Linked DNA regions of Mus musculus: all the other regions are linked to region 3. Evidence: chromatin contacts called from public ChIA-PET data. All regions are on one chromosome and are shown on one strand. The core of a region is the stretch at or near the end of the contact, and the rest is flanking DNA. Distances in the headings are between cores, read along the strand shown. Region 1 overlaps Actn1 (actinin, alpha 1). Region 2 overlaps Actn1 (actinin, alpha 1). Region 3 overlaps Rad51b (RAD51 paralog B).

Region 1 (2,700 bases), core at 84-2,583, 520 kb before region 3:
AGCTTGTGGTCTCAGATGTAGTGAGGAAACCTCACAACGTGGTTGTAAGAGTTAAATAAAGTGATCACAAGGACTGCGTACTTGTCTGGCACACTTGTCATGTTAAGGAAACAGCATATGTTGGAGCTAGACTGCCTGCGTCCTAATCCTAGCTCCCTACCTCCTAGCCATGTGACCTTGGGTAAGTCACTTACCCTGTCTGGGCCTCAGATTTCCCATACAATGGGAATACTATGATTTTATTCAGTTGTGATGATAAGATGAATTTAGAATATTAGCTGGCCTATATAATACATGCTGTATGAGTGTTAGTTAGCCATTGTTGAAGTTATCGTCATTATAATTAATACTACCCATCATTTTCTGTAAGTGAAACCCAGAGCTCTGCAGGGGGTGGGAAGTCCTGAGACTCACAACGTTTGGGTCACTTTCTCACCCTGGGGCAACCCAAGCCAGATCAGATGTCTGTTGTGCCTCCTGTTCCAACCATAGGCAACTTGGAGCTGGAGGTACACTTGAGATGCCCCAGTAGGCCGTTAGGGTGACAGGTGTGGGTTGGTTGTCTCCTCCAGGGAGAGGCAGAGTTTGCCCGAATCATGAGCATTGTAGACCCCAACCGCTTGGGGGTAGTGACGTTCCAGGCCTTCATCGACTTTATGTCCCGAGAGACGGCAGATACTGATACTGCAGATCAGGTCATGGCTTCCTTCAAGATCCTGGCTGGAGATAAGGTAGGATGTGCTGACGCTGAGACAGTGGGTGGTTACTGTAAATCGGTAGGATGAATGAAAAAGTCCGAGTGAAATAGGTTTGGAAGGAAGTTGAAGTAGATACTAAAATGGAAAACGTGACGTGTTTAAAATACCATATACAAGTGATATATTACTTGTAAATATATAATATGCACTTAAATATATATATGTACATACACACGGATGTCTCTGTTATATGTATGCACGCACGTATTCTACAGATCAAGTAGAGCGAGGAAATTAGAACACGGGTACTTAACATTCCCGGCAAGTTTACGACCTAATAGTTGCGGCAACGCCGCGTTGCTTTCCGGCCGCTGCCGAGGTTTCCGACCCTGACCATGCTTTCTCCGCAGAATTACATCACAGAGGATGAGCTGCGCCGTGAGCTGCCCCCTGACCAAGCCGAGTACTGCATCGCAAGAATGGCCCCCTACGCGGGCCCCGACTCCGTGCCCGGTGCTTTAGACTACATGTCCTTCTCCACGGCACTGTATGGCGAGAGCGACCTCTAACCCGCCCCTGCCTCCCTCCACCACCCCCCCACCCCCGGCCTTCTGCGCGTGCGCCCCACCCTGCTCCTCCTCCTCCTCCGCCCAGTCTGGCTGGCTGGGTTCATTATTTTCAGCTCAGCCACCAAGGGGGCAGAGCTCCGACCCAGGCGGCATCAAGCCTCCCTGCCCACAAAGTGACAGTTTACAAAATTATTTTCTGCAAAAAAGGATAAAAAAAAAGTTACGTTAAAAAAAAATTTTAAAAAGAAAAAAAAAAACAAACAAAAAACTACATATTTTATTATAAAAAAAAAAGTATTTTTTTCTCCACCAGTCTTAAATGGAAAAGAGGAAAAATTAACTATTTGCACCGAAATGTTTTTGTTGTGACATAGGAAAATAACCAAGCACAAAGTTATATTCCATTCTTTTTACTGAAGTTTTTTCCTCCTACCTGTTCTGTCTGCTGTATTCATTTCTCTAATTTCATGCCCACTTGGGGGTGGGGTAGGTGGGTACTCTCATCAGAGGCACATTGGTGCATGTGTGTTTGCTAGCTCACTTGTCCATGAGAATATTTTATGATATTAAAGAAAACCTTTTGAAATGGCTGCTTTTCAAAGAAGATAATTCATGGCTTCTCATTTTTCAGTCTCTTCAAAAGTGTGGCTGGCCTGTTTTATGACTGCAGAGTTGTTATGTTTTTTAATTTTGAATATTGCCTATTAAAGATAGGACAAACTTGGAGATTATGATGTTGCTTGGCACAGACTGTATTAAAACAACACTCCCGTGACATTACTTTGCTTGTTCCTTTGGCTGACTTCCAGAAGTGGGGGTGGGTTGTGTCAAGAATGGTGTGGGGTACCTGTCCTCACCCACCTCTAGATTTCTGAGCCTGGTTTGGTACATTCTCACTTCTTTAAGAGGAGAAGATGGCCTCCTCTATGTACAGGGGAAAGCTAACAAGCGCATGAAAGAGCCCCTGACGAAAACCCCCAGCTTTCTTGGTTCTCTGTGGCTGTCTGTGACTTCTCTGTGACCCCGACCATTTTGTTTTTGCTGCAGGGGACAGCTTGGATTGTGTCAGGGTTGTAGTCCTCTTTCCTACTCTAAGTGTTCCATAGAGTACTGGGGCTTGGTGGCAGGGTGTACAACCAGCCTATGCCAGGCCCTGAATTCAATCCCTTGAGACCCCAAAATGTGCCACAGATAGTAGCTGTTGGTCATTGCAGGGACTCAATGACAATGCAGATTGCCAGCATTCCCCCCATATCCAAACATATATGATGATAAGCTCCAATTTATCATTTGTTGTCTAAGAATATATGGTGGTGGTGGGAGCCTGTTGTTAGAATTTCCAAGACTACAGAGCAGAGCAAGAGCGATCATGGTTAAAATAACTTTGCAAGTAGAGATATGTCGAGTTGGGGAGTTCTGCCTGGGGGCGGTTT
Region 2 (2,700 bases), core at 70-2,569, 580 kb before region 3:
GGGGGGTGGGTGTTGAAAGGGATACCGTTATCCAGCACCAGGCTTTGCAGCTAAAAGACAAAGCACATAGCCACTGTCTTGTCCCCTGACCCCATCTCAGCCAGCTGGTTCCAACTCTGAGAAAACGGCCATACTATTTTCATCTCTGCCATTAAAGCAGGATGTTTGCCTTCAGACAGCCTCCAGCAGCTGGACTTTGCCAGGCTGAAGCTGTGTCCCTCGTGCCTCAGCACTCCCTGGAGTTGGCTGCCTGTCAGCTCATTTGTCTGCAGTCTGCCGTCTGCCGGCCCTGGGCGGGTCAGCCACTATTAGGTCGAAGCAGGGGCCACAGGAAGCTGCAGGGTGGCTCCAGCAGGCCTTCCTCCTGTGATTCCCTATGTGGACTGTCAGAGGGCCCCCAAAGTCCGTCCCCTCTGCCAGTAGAAAAATAGAGGGCCGGACAAATGACCGAGCTCTTCCAAAGTCTCACAGCAAGCTAGTGTCAAACTCAGGATTCAAACCAGACTCTGGACTCCAATGTCCTTTATGCTCCCTGTAGCTCTACTGGGCTCTCTTTTGCTTTGTTGTTCAAATTACCTACTTGACTCTCAGCCTTCCAGGCGCCCAAGCACAGGCTCTGGGGACAAGAGATAGGGTCTTAAAGGGTCTCCAGGGTCTTAAAGGTCCATGGAGAAGTTTCACCAGGCTGTGTCCATCTCAGAGGCTGTCCTCCAACAGTAGCCTGTGGGAGCTATTGAGTGAGTGATGAGATTGCCTGACTTGGGGGTGGGGGTGGGGTGGGGGGGGGTGATACAGGTGTTCCAGTTGGAACCCGTGCTTCTGGAGGGGTGCCAGGCATGAGTCTGTACTAAAGCTTGCCTGGTTCCAAAGCCACATCCTGTGTTCTCCTGTCTTTTCTCAGCCCCAGATTAATCACCCAGCTCCTCCAGAGACCTAGAAGCTCAGAGCTGCCTCTGTCCCATCCCTTTAAGTTACCGATGAGGAGACTGAGACCATCAGAGCAGCCAAAACAGAGTGAGTTCAGACCTTGCTGATGTCTCTTCCAGTGTTAGGAGCTGAGTGTAGGACGCTGGGACTGAGGTAGAGAGGGAAGGCTGTGTCCTGTCCTTTTGACTTCCTGTCCTGGAGGATGGTGTGTGGGGTGTGATATCTCCAGTGCAAGTGGAGTGAAGTGGAATTTAGGCCTCCAGGATTAAGTTGAATCATTCTCTTGTGTCTTCCTAAAAGGGAAAAAAAGGCAGACTGGAGTGGCTCACTTCCTTCTTGAGAAACTGGAGCCTGAGTCACCCTGGAGTCAGGACCTGGAGAGGGGCCCCCAGTTTGCTTCTCTTCTGGCTATGGGAGAGGAACTTCCCTTCTGCCCGTCTGTTAGAGCAGAGGGCAAGGCAGGGCCTGAGGCGGTGTAGCTGTCCCTAACTCCCCCTGTCTTGGGAGGTCTTAGTCCATTTTTTTGGAGCTGGCGGGGAGGAAGAGGTCATGTGTTGGTCTAACTCAGGGTTCTGAAGTATACTCATTTGAAATGGTTTTGGTACCTCGTAGAAGTGGACCTGTTTTTTGTTTGCCCTTTTCTGATTGGTTTGCTTCACTTCAGGCTTGTCCCAGTAGAATCCTGTGTCAGAATTAACTTTTTAGGGCTGGATAATACTCCATTGTGTGTTTTAATACATTCTCCTTATCTGTTCACGTGTTCACAGATGTTTGGGTTATTTCCGTATCTTGGCTACGGTGAATAATGTTGCTAGGAAGTTGGGTGGAGAGTTGGGTCTTGGCATCTCCCTGTGTGTGCCCATGGCATGAGGTCCTTTGTGCCCACAGGTGGAGTTGGCAAGTCAACAGAAGGCCTTAGACACTCCATTCTCTTCTCCCCCTGACTGGGCGTATCACGGTAGCTGTCCTGTAAAGGCCAGTGGGCTGGCCAGCTGGGTCCCCAAGGACACATCATGTCTAGCTTGGCCGCCACACAGTTCTGGGGAAGACTGAAACTATATAGATAACTTGAAGTTTCAGTATCTTCTGTTGAGAGAAGAGTTCTTGGGGACCAGGTCCCCACCCTCTGCCTGCCTTCCCCTCTTCTTTAGCCTTAGACTTGAGAAAGGGGCTCACACCCTCCTGGGCACCCCAGGGATTAGTGGGGACAACCCCTCCCCCAGTTTGCTGCTGTCCCCACTTCCTTCCATTCACTTTATCCCCGGCTTTTCCTCTCTCAAGGTTAGCCATATGACACATTTTTGGCCAGTGAGTTAGATACACTAATGCAAAACTTCCTAGCTTCCCCAGGAGCTGAGCACCATCTGTTTCTTTAACAGCAGGCTCCTCTGTCCTGATTCCTGCTCTCTCAGAGGCTGCTGTAACCAGCAGGTGGTTGGCCCCTGTTTTTTCAGCCTCTTGATACAAGCCCTTTCAGACAGTCAAGTGTAAGGCAAACCAAACTGGTCTCCGCCTGCTGCTAGTGTGGGCTTAACTCCAAGCAGCCAGTGTTCATTCCTGACCCTGCTCCCTGTGGAGATCTGCATGTGGTCCCCTCTGGGGTGCTTCATGCTACTTATAAAGCTTGTGCCGCCTTGATAGTGGGCCGTGCCAGCTAATTGGAGCTCCCTGGAGTGGGCCCAGTTTTTATTCTTTCCCAGGGCCTAGTAGTGGCAGATCCAGTAACCTGTATAGATGCTTCTTGACTTGTAATGAGGTCAGTCACGTTCCCAA
Region 3 (2,700 bases), core at 3-2,502:
TCTGTTCTTTAGAGTGTTGAGTCCACAAAAGCTATGGCGAGAATTAATATATTCTGATGGCTATTAGTAGAAGGGGCTATGAAGGAAAAATGTTAACATGTCTCAGTTTGCCTTAGTTCTGCTGTTGTACACAAAACTCCAGGACTGTCATTGACTTTCATTAGCCTCAACCTTAAGGAAGCTGCTCTGCCCAGAGATGCCGGAGAGCGGCTGAGGAAAAGGAGAGGGAAACACAGTGAGGGAGATGGCTTGGGCATATTTGAACTCATTGTGTGAAGACTTCAGTTCACACTGCACAGTGATCTGCGAATACAGATCTCTCTAGTGGACTGTCTTCCTCAATCGTTGCCCTTCCCTATGTCCCAGAATTAACAGGTGCTAAGGTCATTAAGACCAAGGAGCAACAAACCGATACTCAACTAGAACTCGCCATGCCTGTGGCCACAGCACCCCAGTTGCTGGCTGCAGGGTTTCCCCTGGAGTGTACACCCTGGGAGAAGCAGACCAAAGCAATCCACAGCCGAGCTGGAGAAAAGAGTGTTGCTGATCAAGAGTCCCTGGAGGAAAGACAGGCTCTGTGTGAGGGACAGCACATATGGAAGGATGGTAAATCTCCTCAGCTTGCCATGCTCACCTCTTCAGTCACTGAGGGCACCCCTAAGCGTTCTACTACCATCACCTCCACCACCGAGTTCCGGGAGATGGAGGAGGAAGGACAGTGTCTGCCATTTGTTCACACCAGGTATGGGGTAACTGCCCTGCACGATGGTGAGGCTTTCTCTTTGGCCTAATTACCCGTAGAATGGATACTCTAGGGAAAATCTGTGGCCAGCAACTGTGGGGCTGTGGCTTATAGGTATGGTGAGTTCTAGCTGTATATTAACATGTTCCCTGCCTGGCCCCAGTGGACTGACCTGTTGGGTCTGAGACTGGGGTGGGTTGGGAGGGTGGTGGCACCAGTTGTGGTAGCAGGCCAGTGTGCAGTTTTCACCTCTAGCCCAACCTGGCAGTGTTGGGCCCACTGCAGGAAATGACACAGTCTCTTGGTTACTTGTGACAGGGTAACCACTGTGGCTTCCAGTGGTCTATTTACCAACTATATCAAATTTTGCAGTTAGCACGGGGCCAAGAAAGGCTGGCTACCTAGGTATGGAAAAGAAGGTGGCCCATTTTCAGATGGCTCTGGGGTTCACACGGATGTGAAAGAAACTTTCCTACCAGCTGTTCTGTGCATTTTCTGTGGCAGTCACTGTGCATGAAGTTTGTTCGGCTGTCTTTGCCCACTTCCTCATCCCTGCCTACTGAGCTCTTCAGACAGGCAGGGAGGTGAATTTCCAGCCCCCTCCCGCCCCGAGTTTCTGATGACCTTTTTCGGTGTTTTTGTTACTTGTGGTGCTTTCTATTCACGTGTATGCCTTGGTGCTGGGGATTCCCCTCCCTTCGGTTTGCAAGGAGGGTTAGAAAGACACGGCTTTGTGATAAGTACCATCATAGACGGCTGCTACTCACTCACTCCCCCTCCTTACACTCATTTGGGGCCAAGAAAAATCGTTCTATTGAGTCATTTGCTCCCCAAAGAGACTGAAGATATAACTCTTGGGGGGAGTCCAACTTCATCAACACCAACTTTGATCCTCCAGCCTAATGTATGCTTATTGTAGACAGGGGCTAAGCTCAGAGGAACCTCAGATACGTCCTGTGGGGCGCAGAGCAGTGCTAATATCCCTGCCTTATCTCTATGTTCCCAATTAAGTGGTGTGGCATCCTAACCAGCATGGGCTCACTGACGGGGCAGGTCCAATTATCTCCATCTCCAGAGTGAATCTGTAGCATGAAACTCTGTCGGCCATTGTTCAAAGGTTGGTTAACTGGTCTACCTAGAAATCCCCAAGTCAGCGGCTTTATCAGATACTCATGTACAAAAGTGATTTCATGTCCTCAAAGATGGACAATTTTATTTTTGAGGCAGAGTGATTCCATGCTTCTACATCCATATTTAGAAGACATTGATACAGACACAAACAGTGAAAATTAGACACAATCAGACAGAGTCAACAAAGAAGAGACAGAAGAAGAATAGGTCAAGAACAAATATAGTAAGTGGCCAAATACTTACCTAGTAGCCCTTGGTATGGCACTCTCCAACATGACCACTAGTGAGCAAACCCCCAGTCAGAGGCTACAGGCTGGCAAGGACCCATCTCACCTAAGGAACAAGGCCCAATGCCAGATGACAAACCAGTTTCTTCTCTCTGCCATTCACTCTGGTGACCTGGAAACAGCCATCTGGAGCAGAGTCTGAGAGGAAATGTGAGGCTCTGGCAGGCCTCAGAGTTGCTGGAGGTGATGACTAGGTCTGTGCAACGTCCACCGGCTCATCTTACCAATAGAACTACATATTGAAGCCGATATCTTACATCTTTCCCTCCCTCGTTTTCAGTTGGCTTTCTGGCACCACTCATCTGACATCATTAACATGAGTAATGGCACTTTTATACTTTCATTCACAGACTGGTCTTAACTGATCCTTAGTGTATGAGGGAAACTGAGAACTAAGTCAACTAGCCATCATGGGTTAGAGGGGTAGGCAGGCTCCAGACTCAAACATCCTGGCCTCTCTCTCTCTCTCTCTCTCTCTCTCTCTCTCTCTCTCTCTCTCTCCCTCTCTCCCTCTCTCCCTCTTTCTTTGGTTTTTCGAGA

Evidence for each region. ChIA-PET counts read pairs in DNA pulled down with a chosen protein or histone mark.
Region 1: a contact with region 3 is called in an RNA polymerase II ChIA-PET map of memory CD8 T cells, with 80 read pairs. The contact joins two enhancer-like sites. A contact is called at or near these places in 3 of 115 datasets of contacts at active chromatin or transcription factors (large pre-B cells, memory CD8 T cells and microglia).
Region 2: an RNA polymerase II ChIA-PET map of memory CD8 T cells shows a contact between it and region 3, with 6 read pairs. The contact joins two enhancer-like sites. A contact is called at or near these places in 2 of 115 datasets of contacts at active chromatin or transcription factors (memory CD8 T cells and pancreatic cancer cells).

What each region holds. Positions count from the first base shown.
Region 1 is chr12:80,166,889-80,169,588 of GRCm38.p6, reverse strand. Actn1 (actinin, alpha 1) reads left to right here. Exons shown (of 21, transcript NM_134156.3): 20 at 573-731; 21 at 1,109-2,047. The coding sequence ends at 1,267. Among named protein-coding and RNA genes, the nearest start is that of 2310015A10Rik, 35 kb to the right of the region's middle. Within about 2 kb of position 1,333, at least 235 of the 459 cell types and tissues checked have an H3K27ac peak or open chromatin away from gene starts, as enhancers often do. A contact at or near this core is called in memory CD8 T cells and microglia, where this site is marked.
Region 2 is chr12:80,227,765-80,230,464 of GRCm38.p6, reverse strand. All of the region lies in intron 1 of Actn1 (actinin, alpha 1), which reads left to right. Among named protein-coding and RNA genes, the nearest start is that of Actn1, 31 kb to the left of the region's middle. Within about 2 kb of position 1,319, at least 214 of the 459 cell types and tissues checked have an H3K27ac peak or open chromatin away from gene starts, as enhancers often do. A contact at or near this core is called in memory CD8 T cells, where this site is marked.
Region 3 is chr12:79,645,438-79,648,137 of GRCm38.p6, reverse strand. The region is part of intron 7 of Rad51b (RAD51 paralog B); the gene reads right to left. Among named protein-coding and RNA genes, the nearest start is that of Gm36048, 150 kb to the left of the region's middle. Within about 2 kb of position 1,252, at least 126 of the 459 cell types and tissues checked have an H3K27ac peak or open chromatin away from gene starts, as enhancers often do. A contact at or near this core is called in memory CD8 T cells and microglia, where this site is marked.